Regions from separate parts of the Arabidopsis thaliana genome. Here region 1 is linked to region 2. The links are chromatin contacts, called in public capture Hi-C maps. All regions are on one chromosome and are shown on one strand. Each heading gives the region's core, a stretch centred on a gene start, on an enhancer-like site or on the middle of the called end of the contact. The rest is flanking DNA. Distances are from core to core; before and after follow the strand shown. Region 1 holds the start of AT4G07950 (DNA-directed RNA polymerase, subunit M, archaeal). Region 2 holds the start of AT4G07825.

Region 1 (4,940 bases), core at 1,716-4,215, 150 kb after region 2:
TTTAAAGTTACGTCTCTACATTATATTTCTTTGCATTTCTTTTCACTACTTTCCGTATAAACAAAGTTGTTTATTTAAATGTTTATGATTTTTGAACTCTATATATTTGTCTTTCTTCCTAACCATATTTTGTTCATTCACACATATTATTTGTTTTATGATGAATTAAAAAATGATAATCTGGAAAATGGCTCCAAATTCTTTACTCTCTAAACTATTTATAAACATACTTACATACATCATTTTAATATGAAAGAAATTGCTCTAATTCTTGATCTAACCAAAGTTTTTTGGAATCTAATAGCAATAACAATCTCAATAAATGTCTTTTGCATTTCTAAACGGTTGCGTTTTTACCGCAACTTTTCATTAAAATATTTAAAATTTGTTTTACGGTCGTGTTTTTTTTGTCAAATATTTTTAAAATATTTATGGTTATGTTTTCGGACAGTTATACTTGTGTAACTATAGCCGTATCTATTTGATTCTGAATGGTTGTATCTTTTTATCGTAACTTTTTATTAATATTATTTGCGGTTGTATCTTTTTATCGTTATTTTTGTTAATTGCATATTTTGGTAAAACTTATGTAATAATTCGAATATTTGAATTATTATTATAATAATTTAATACATAAATATTAGGCTTGGGCGTTTGATTATGCTGTTCTAGCCTCTTAGGATCCATAAGGGAACCAAAAAAGTTTCGGTTCGGTTCAGATACTTAGAAAGAGAGCCGACAAATTACCAAATTCTAATAGATATCGGTTCGGTTTTGATCATTTTACTCAAAATACCAAAAAAAGAAACGAAAAATATCCGAAACTTTTTTACCAAAATAATAATGGTCCAAAATATTAAAAAATTAACAAAACTTTTTTGGGTGATAGGTTTTTTAAAAATGTATTGGCTTAGATGTAGTTTTGTATAGAGTTGACCAAATATTTTTTGGTTCGATTTGGGTATCCATAGATATCCGTTTCGGTTTGCGTATACCGTATATCCAATATCCAATATCCAATGGATAGTTTGACTGAGATTCAACAGGAGTATTTAGTGGTATCTTGATACGAACCGGAACCCTTTTTCAGCTTGGTTTGGTTTGGTTCTTTGGTTCCGGTTTTTATGCCTTGATCGTTCTAACTTCTATCGTTAAGTGAAGTAGTGGTTACTTTTCAAGAAATTTTACAAAGCCGAAATACTAAAAAATTTGGGGTCGATTGGTAACGACTGTTATATTTGGCTATACAGACTTTGACTATAGAAATTTTGGTTGTAGAGAATTTGGCTGTAAAGACTTTGACTTTAAAAACTTTGGCTGTTAAAGTATGATTGGAACTAAAAACTGTAGAAACTGTTACTATTATTTTTACAATATATATTTAGAATTGTGAATTATTTGAAAATGAGTTTTGTGATAATATACTAACAAAATTAATTTATTATAAGTTTTAGAAAAATACAAAATAAAATAAATAGATAAATATACTCAAATCTCAGTAAATAAAAAATATATTTAATCCATATAAAGATCTGATTAGGTGTTTTGGATCAATGAACTATCACTGTGATGCAATTGATGCAAAAAAATAATGAAAACTGGATCTCTAAAAAGTGAAAATAGAAAGATGATTATTAATTAATCAAAATATTTTTGAGTTAAATTACTTATTGATAGAGAAATTGTTTTTCATTTGTCATGGAGAAAACGAAAAGAAAAAAAAAAGAAAAACAGATTTTATTTTATTATTTGTTTTATAGCCCAAAAAGTCTCACATTGTGACTTTAAAAAACTGAACCTGAATTGAATAAAATAAAGCAGTTAATTTATTTTCCATCATCCGGGAGTGTGAGAGAGTTCTCTCTCTTATCTCTCTAATATCTTTTAGAGAGAGAGCCACATCCAAGTTTCTTTTGATGTTCCACAAAATCCATTAACGTCGTCCAGTTTCTTAACGCTGGCTTTGAGTCTGACATCCACCGGCTTCTCATGCAGTAGTTGGTCAGCTTCTTTCACGGCATCATCTGGCTTTGTTAGCAGAGATGTCCGATCCGCCGTCCGTCAATGCTTTTCACAGCGTTTGTCAGCTTGCTTCTGGCATCCGTCGGCTTCTTAAGCGACGGTTGGCTGGCTTTGGGGTTTTGTTTTTATTTTCGTTTTCTCTCGATTCATTTTGCTTTAGTTTGTTTGGATTTAGTTTGCGTTTTAATCCTTTGATTTGACTGCATAATTCTCTGATCCTTCTTTGTTTAAAGAGCTTAATTCGATTTTCAAGCTAATTTTCTCAATTTTAAAAATCGGATTTGAAGTTGCGGATTGGAGTTGTCGTTGGATTGATTTTAACGTAATTGAGGCTAATTTCTTCTTACCAAAGCATGTGAATCGTTTTATCTTTCCTGTTTTTTAGGTTTAATAATGGAAGCCTTGTCAGCTTATCTTTTAAGTCGATGATCCCGGAATTCATGAACTGCGTTTATCCATGGAAGATTTCAATTTTGCAGATCTAACGGCGAAGTTTGTTTGGGATTCTCTGAATTTGGTGGTGATGTTCATCGGATATTGTTGAGCCTTGATGTATTGATGCTCGTTACGACTTTTTCCGGTGACTAAGAATTCCTTTCGGTTGCAAACTATGTCGGCTGACCGACGATGACCTAAAACTCCGACGTCTCACGTGTTATCATCATTGTCTCCTTTCGTGACACGTGTATCTGTGCTGGACATGATCGACTCTTCCTTCAACCAGTGGTTTCATGAATTGTTGGGCTTATGTTTGTAATGGGCTTCTTTTTGCCGTCTCTGATACCGGGTTTGAATAACCGGTTTGAGCGTTTGTCTCTTTGTACTTGAAGTATTGTAAGATGTTATGCTTTTAATAAAAAAAACTTTTATGTGAAAAAAAAAAAAGAATAAAATAAACCAGTTACCTCAGATTCCTTGGATACTTCAAAAATGTCGGTTTGCCTATGAATCATAGACTTTAAAAGCTTTTAAATTAAATAAAGTCCTTAAAGTGGGATTAGTAAATTTTTGGCTTTTAATTTTTGTTCCAATCAACCCCTAAGACACTCAAGAAAAGAAGAAGAAGCATAAAAAGAGGCCTAAATGCCCAGAGAATTAAACAAATGGGCCTTAATATATAAACAAACATCAATCTCTCGCCGTCAAAGGTTACATCTATCGCCGTCAAAGGTTCCATCTATCGCCGCCGCTGAGACCGCCACTTTAGGCCGTCTCGTCCGCAATCTCCGTAACCAACACCACCCGCATCGCCTGGTAAGCTCGATTTTTTAATCATTTCGATCTCATATGATGTCGATCTGTTCAATCTTGCGAATTCGATCTTTATTTTGTTCTGAGATTTAGGGTTTCACGAATTTGTGTTCTAGGTTTTCTGGCTTAATCATTTTTATTGTTAACTGTTCTGATTGGTTCTTATGCTTTTGGTTACACAAAGATCTCGACTTTTTGTTGACTCTGTATGCAAATTTGTCAAAAGTCAAAACGTTGTTACAGAAACTCTCTTTCGTGCTTGTGTTTATGTATGAACAATAGCTTCGCTATTGGGTTTGTTGATTTCACCACACTTGATTAAATATGTATATTCTATTGAAAATGTGGTCAATCTTGGCAATAAAAATTGAATTGTTGGTTTAGAATGTGGTCGTCACTCGTGAGTATAGATTGGATTAGTGGATCGAATTATTAAGTCAGTGGATTGAATTGTGGTATTATTAAATTGCTAGATTTTGGAGTTGGTTTCATTATTAAACCAAAGTCTAATGAATGTAAAGTTGAATTTATGGAAAAGTATTGGTTATTTCCGGTTAAGAATGGATTACTTGAATTATAAGTTACTTCATGACCTGCCTTGCTATTAAAGTAAAAACTGGTTGTTACACGAACACAGTAGAACAATGTATTAAAAACAGCCCTTCCCTCTCTCTGTCTCTATATATCTGTCTATATCATAGTTTTATGAATTGATTTTTGTGGGGGATGATTTTGCAGCGAATTGATCGGTGAGGTGGAAGATGGAGTTTTGTCCCACATGTGGGAATCTGTTGCGCTACGAGGGAGGTGGGAGTTCGAGATTCTTCTGTTCCACATGTCCATACGTTGCCAATATCGAAAGACGGGTTGAGATAAAGAAGAAGCAACTTCTGGTTAAGAAATCTATAGAACCTGTTGTTACTAAAGATGATATACCCACAGCTGCTGAAACAGAAGGTATTTTCAGTCTCTGGTCTTCTCTTATTCTAAATTTAGAACTGTGATTAGTTAGTTAGTCCATGCTCTGTTGATTGGTCGACTAAATTCGTAAATACTTTAAAGTTGATTGGTGGAAATCAGTTACATAATTACTCATGTTATGGAAAGGGCAAAAACAATAATGCTAAAGTGGTATTACATCATTCATGGTATGCAAGTGCAAAAACACTTGGGGAAAGAGTAGAGTAGACTTTTTGTTCAATGACTTTCTCATGTTGGGATTGTTTTGTTTTAACAGCTCCATGTCCAAGGTGTGGCCACGACAAGGCGTACTTCAAATCAATGCAGATTCGTTCAGCAGATGAGCCAGAATCAAGATTTTATAGATGCTTGAAGTGCGAGTTCACTTGGCGTGAGGAATGAACCGATGATCATCACCTTCTCTGTACCCGCTAATTTTGCAATCTTCTTTGAGTTTGTTTTACCATTACAAAGTTTGTAGTTCCTCTATGTACTCTGGTTCTTTCTGTCTCAGAGCTCAAGAGTTTCTGTATTTAAAACAATCGATAAAATTTTGGAATATTGTGCAAAGTTTTAATTTTTGAGGTGAAGAATGTAAGCAAATTGATCTGTTTTGAGATTTTTAGTATCAAGACTGCGATGTATTTGTTATTGCATTGGTATTTGACTTCTTCCTCTTCCTCTGTTAACGTAACCTCCAGATTTCA
Region 2 (4,901 bases), core at 1,237-3,736:
AGAACACATTATAGAGTAGACATAACATGTTATCTATATAAAATACATGAACCAACTATAAATAACATGCAAAATATGAACAAACCTCTTGTTTTTAAACAAAAACCCTAGACGGACGAAGCAGAATCCACATAGTTTGAGAAAATTCCCAGATCTCGCCTTATCTAACTTCATGTAGAGAGATTAAGAAAAAATTGATGGTTAGTAGAGAATAAATAAAAAAGAATCAAAACTTAGATCTGGACACAACCGGTAAAAACCCTATGCAAGATACTTATGGAAGTATATATGGGAAGAAATAGAAGAAGATAGAGATAAAGGGGAAAAAGAACCAAACTTTAGATCTGGCCACAATCGTTAATTTTTATGCAATTGAAGTATAAAGGGGAAGAAATAGAAGAAGATCGGCGATAAATAAACGAAAATCAATGGCTTACCTTACTAAATTCGCCGGCGAAAGGAGAATCATAAATTAATACTTGGATTGCTAACGGTGACGAGAACGAGAAGAAGGTTTGAAAGAGACAATCAAGTTCTGGGCTTGATTGAAGAAGATGAGAAACGCAATCGCCAACGACGGCACTAGGTTTTGGGAGGATATTTTGCAGTGTGAAGAAAAAACACGATTTTTATTTTCACATAGATTACTCTTGATATGAGAGAATGAATATAATGATAGCTTCCGAATATTTCAAATTTCAAACCCAGAATCATACGCTCCCCAAACAGTGTCTTGTCGCTTTGATGTCTAAGGTTATACATGTAAGAATACATGGGTTTCCGACATAACTCTGTAGCTCATGGCTATTTCCTTAATTCTTTTTGAATCCATGGCTATTTAGTGTATATACTCTACTAACTAACCTTTGACAACAAAAGAATAAAGAGAATAGCCTTTAACGAATAGTATGAGAGAAAAAAAAAACATTTGCACTTTATTTATGACACTTTTACCCTAAATAAAAGTCAAACCTTCGTTTTTCCTTCTTCCATCTCTTTCTCTTTCTATTTCTTATTTCGACAAATTACATCTCTATTTTCTACCATTGTGCCTTATTCTTTGATTTCTCAAACCATCATCACCTTCTCCATAACCACCTCCATTACAACAACCACCACAAGCTCTAGTAGATCATTTGACTATAGCCGTTAACGGTGTTGTTTTTCATCAATTTGGGATTCAGTGGTTCAACCATTGAGCTCTTCTGTTTATTTGGTCTATATAGGATTTAGCTATTTCCGATATCGTTTCTTTTTAGAATCTGAGATTTGCCTTCACCCTCAAGAGTTCAAGGTTTCCTTTCAATGTTATGTTATCATTTCATATATCATGTTATTTTTATATTAGGCATGTAATTTTTCTAAAAACATTGTATTTATTTAAAATGATCTGCACCTTTTAAATAATTCATGTCATCTATTGTAATCACGTATCTTATCTATACCCATCCGAACAATAAGATATGTTTCTTTTGAATAATGCATGTTCATTTTAAATTAGACATGCATTTTCTACAAATACTTTGTATTATTTTAATAGATCTATACCTTTTAAATATTTCATGTTCTCTACTGTAATCTTATTCATACCTATCCAAACAATAAGATGTATTTCTTCTGAATAATGCATGTTCCTTTTATAATTGTCATGTATTTTTTTAATAGAACATTAATTCATTTAGATACTGTGTTTTCTGTAAATAATTCATGTCCTTTATTCAGATTACATAAATTTTCTTTCTTCCAAAACTATCGATACCAATGAACTCTGATTTATCATCACCGGCATTATTGTAAAAACAAGAAAATAGAAGGATATTTTAGTATTTACTCCCCTCCAAAAAGAGTTATTTACCTAAGTTTTCTAACACAAGGCTATTCTCTCAATTCTTTTCAATTTCATGGTTACTTTGTAATATTACCCATAAATCTCCGTCAAAAATTATTTTCAATTCTCAATTCTCTCAATTCTTTTCAATTTACAAATTTTCCGTCAAAAATTATTTTTCCACCCAAAAGTTTGTTCCGCCAAAAAAAACAATTCCTCGCCAAATTTTTTATCCCGTAACAAATTGTTTCTCAGCAAAAAAATACATTTAAAAATCTTTGTAAAATTTCTAAGAACCTTTTAAGAACTCTTGAACCTTTTAAAAACTCTTAAAAACATTATAAAGTTTTTTAAAAGCTTTGTAAAGTTGTTAAAAACCCTTGTAAATTATTTTAAAACCTCTTAAAATCTTTATAAAGTCTTTAAATAAATATGTAAATACTTTAAAACTCCTTGATATACCTCAATTTTCACTGCTTTTAGCTATGATTTAGTTACAGTTTTTAGCAATGTTTTTAAACCCGACCCAGACAGTGAACCGGATTACCTTATGGGTTACTGGGTCATCGGGTCAAGCAGGTTAGACCACGTGTCAATTGATTAAAATTTCTTTAATAATTTAATATTAATAGAGTTCAACTCTCAATGAAAGCAGATTATTATGTATTTTGAAAATCGGTCTACTACCCCCCCCCTTTCAAAACCACTCGCTCAAAAATTCCTCTCAAACACTATAATCGAGACAATTACTTTCACCATGTTTTCTGACGCCGGTAGAGTTTTTGCTCGCCGGCGTCGAGATATTGTTTGCTTTTCTCAATCCTTTCGCAACCTTTCTCGATTCTTACTTCATTTGTTTATAATCTTTTACCATCCTTCACTCCTTTCACCTTGCTTCCATGGTGTTCCTTTGTACCGCGATAACATTAATAGAGGTTTTCCGGCGAACCCTGTATCCCTCATAAGGCCCGTGAACTCAGTGAAGGAGGAACCGATGTCCAGTCACTCTCCAAATGCTAAATTTGAGAGTTGTCTCCCGAAAATCTCTAGATCTCTGAAATCTAGAACTTTCGCAATCCTCGTCGCTCATTACCTCTACCGGATCCCCTCGAAGACAAATCTGTCATCTCCTTCTTCCTTGATGGAATGGAGAGCTGATTTGACGCTGAAACCAGTGATGATGATTTTAACGGCGGAAGTATTAATCTTAAACCTAACCAAGCCGTGTTGCTCTTTCATTGCCTCATATCCGTACACATGCGGCGGCATCAACAACATCTCCCCAACTGAAGCAACCCTAGGTTTCAGCTTGTTGGGCCTTTCGAATTGTTGCAGCCCATCTTCCCTGTCTCGGCCCACTTCCACAAATCTCAGCCTATCTCATAATCACAGCAGCCCAGGTTGATTTATTTTATTTCCTCACCAAATCCATCTATAAGATTATGTCGTTTTTACGGTTTGAGCAGCCATGGACTCTTCTCTCTCCCTGAAGCGACTCTCTGTATTTGGCTCTGCGAGTATTCCTTACAAACCATGTTGTTGAACTCCCTTCTGGCTAAAGGCAATGAAACCGAATCAATCCAGCGGCCACACTCTAATTCAAACCAGCGGCCACACCTAAGAGATGTGTTTCTTCTTGTTTTGCTTCCACCCTCTCGAACCATAGCTAAGCTTTCTCAACAAACTTTCAAAATCTTATTTAGAACTGCACTCTTACTTGACCTCGAGGGTCTTTGGCGTCCAAGCATCTCCGTCATGGAAAGAACCTCGGCTCCGCCTTCCTCCTATATGGTGAGAACCTCGGTTCCACCTTCTTCCTTTACGGAGAAGAACCGAACAATATCCTTAGTTGTTCCACTGATGTCCGTGTCGGTGTTCGGTAAGGCTAAGTATCCTTTTCCAAAGTCACAAGATCTGATGATAATGACTATTTCTAAAATTCCCGAACAATTCGCGGAAGTGTTCTCGACACACCATGATCTCGTTTGTGGTTTGTTGCTAGCTAGCTTCTGTCTCCGAGTTTCTACGGATATATCCTTAAAGCCCTTTGTTTATGTTATCTTTCTTATCAATGTTGTAAATCTTTGCTCAAAAACTTTGTATCTTTTTCCCCTTTGGAGGTTGAATGTGAAACATCCCGACCCATTTTTTTTAAACATAATTAAATATTCCCATAAATATCTAATTAAACCAACCAATAAAGCAACAATTAAACTGCAAGTCAAAAATACTATTTTATGAATAAACAAATAATTCAACCAACAAAACCAAGAATGACTAAAAATCCTAACACAACCCTAACCGGTTCCAATAACCAAAACATAAAAGTAAACCAAACGAGTTCCTAGATCATCCTCTCTTCCTTGCCATGATTTTACGATCACACTTTATCTTTACCTGCATCAACAATACAATGAGATGCGTAAGTATTATCATAAATACTTAGTGAGGCGATTCTCCCATCTACGAGCTATACACACAAGCAAATAAAAGGGTATAATCACAAATACAACACAAACAAACCAGTCATCGAATAATTCACTCAAAACACATTTACCACACCTACATATCATCACACAAAACAAAACATACAACCCAATCGCTCAGATAAGCTCATGGTCACGCACTCACCTTAACAAAATTATTCTAACAACAATTAAACCCAGGAGAGACTCTCCTTGCGTCTGAAACAGTCCAGAAACGTCCTACAACATGTCACAACCAAAAGCAACCTTTGAAGCAAACTGTACATGAAAAACAGAAACAAACAGTCTTAAAGACGAAACCCTTATGACCAACTCCCGGTCATCTCGTAAACACACCTCTTTCTTAGGTTGTTTACTCAAACTTTCCAAAAATAGACAAGTCCTTTCTGGGAAACTTTCCATTTTTGAGAACCGCACAACACATTCTTAAATAAGACAACTCAAGTCAAATCTAAGAAAAAAAAATATTCATCTTATAAATCATCAGATGTCATGATCGTTACAACTTCAAACGAAAATACAAATGAAAGAGAAATAAGAACAACAACTCAAAAGATCAAAAACTCAACATCACTATAACTGGAAAC

Evidence for each region. Capture Hi-C pulls out chosen DNA fragments and counts their contacts.
Region 1: a capture Hi-C map of seedling shows a contact between it and region 2, with 2.1 times the contacts expected there. The contact joins the promoter of AT4G07950 here to the promoter of AT4G07825 in region 2. A contact is called at or near these places in 2 of 26 Hi-C or Micro-C datasets (both in root) and 2 of 3 other capture datasets (root and seedling).

Annotation. Positions count from the first base shown.
Region 1 is chr4:4,794,876-4,799,815 of TAIR10.1, forward strand. It overlaps AT4G07950 (DNA-directed RNA polymerase, subunit M, archaeal), which reads left to right and starts at 2,966. Exons shown (of 3, transcript NM_116865.3): 1 at 2,966-3,276; 2 at 4,012-4,230; 3 at 4,511-4,920. The coding sequence starts at 4,035. The coding sequence ends at 4,635. AT4G05275 (a long non-coding RNA gene) reads right to left here and starts at 2,129. Exons shown (of 1, transcript NR_141857.1): 1 at 1,889-2,129.
Region 2 is chr4:4,641,354-4,646,254 of TAIR10.1, forward strand. AT4G07825 reads left to right here and starts at 2,487. Exons shown (of 1, transcript NM_179010.1): 1 at 2,487-3,985. The coding sequence starts at 2,490. The coding sequence ends at 3,233. It overlaps AT4G05225 (a long non-coding RNA gene), which reads right to left and starts at 614. Exons shown (of 2, transcript NR_141853.1): 1 at 438-614. It also overlaps the pseudogene AT4G07830.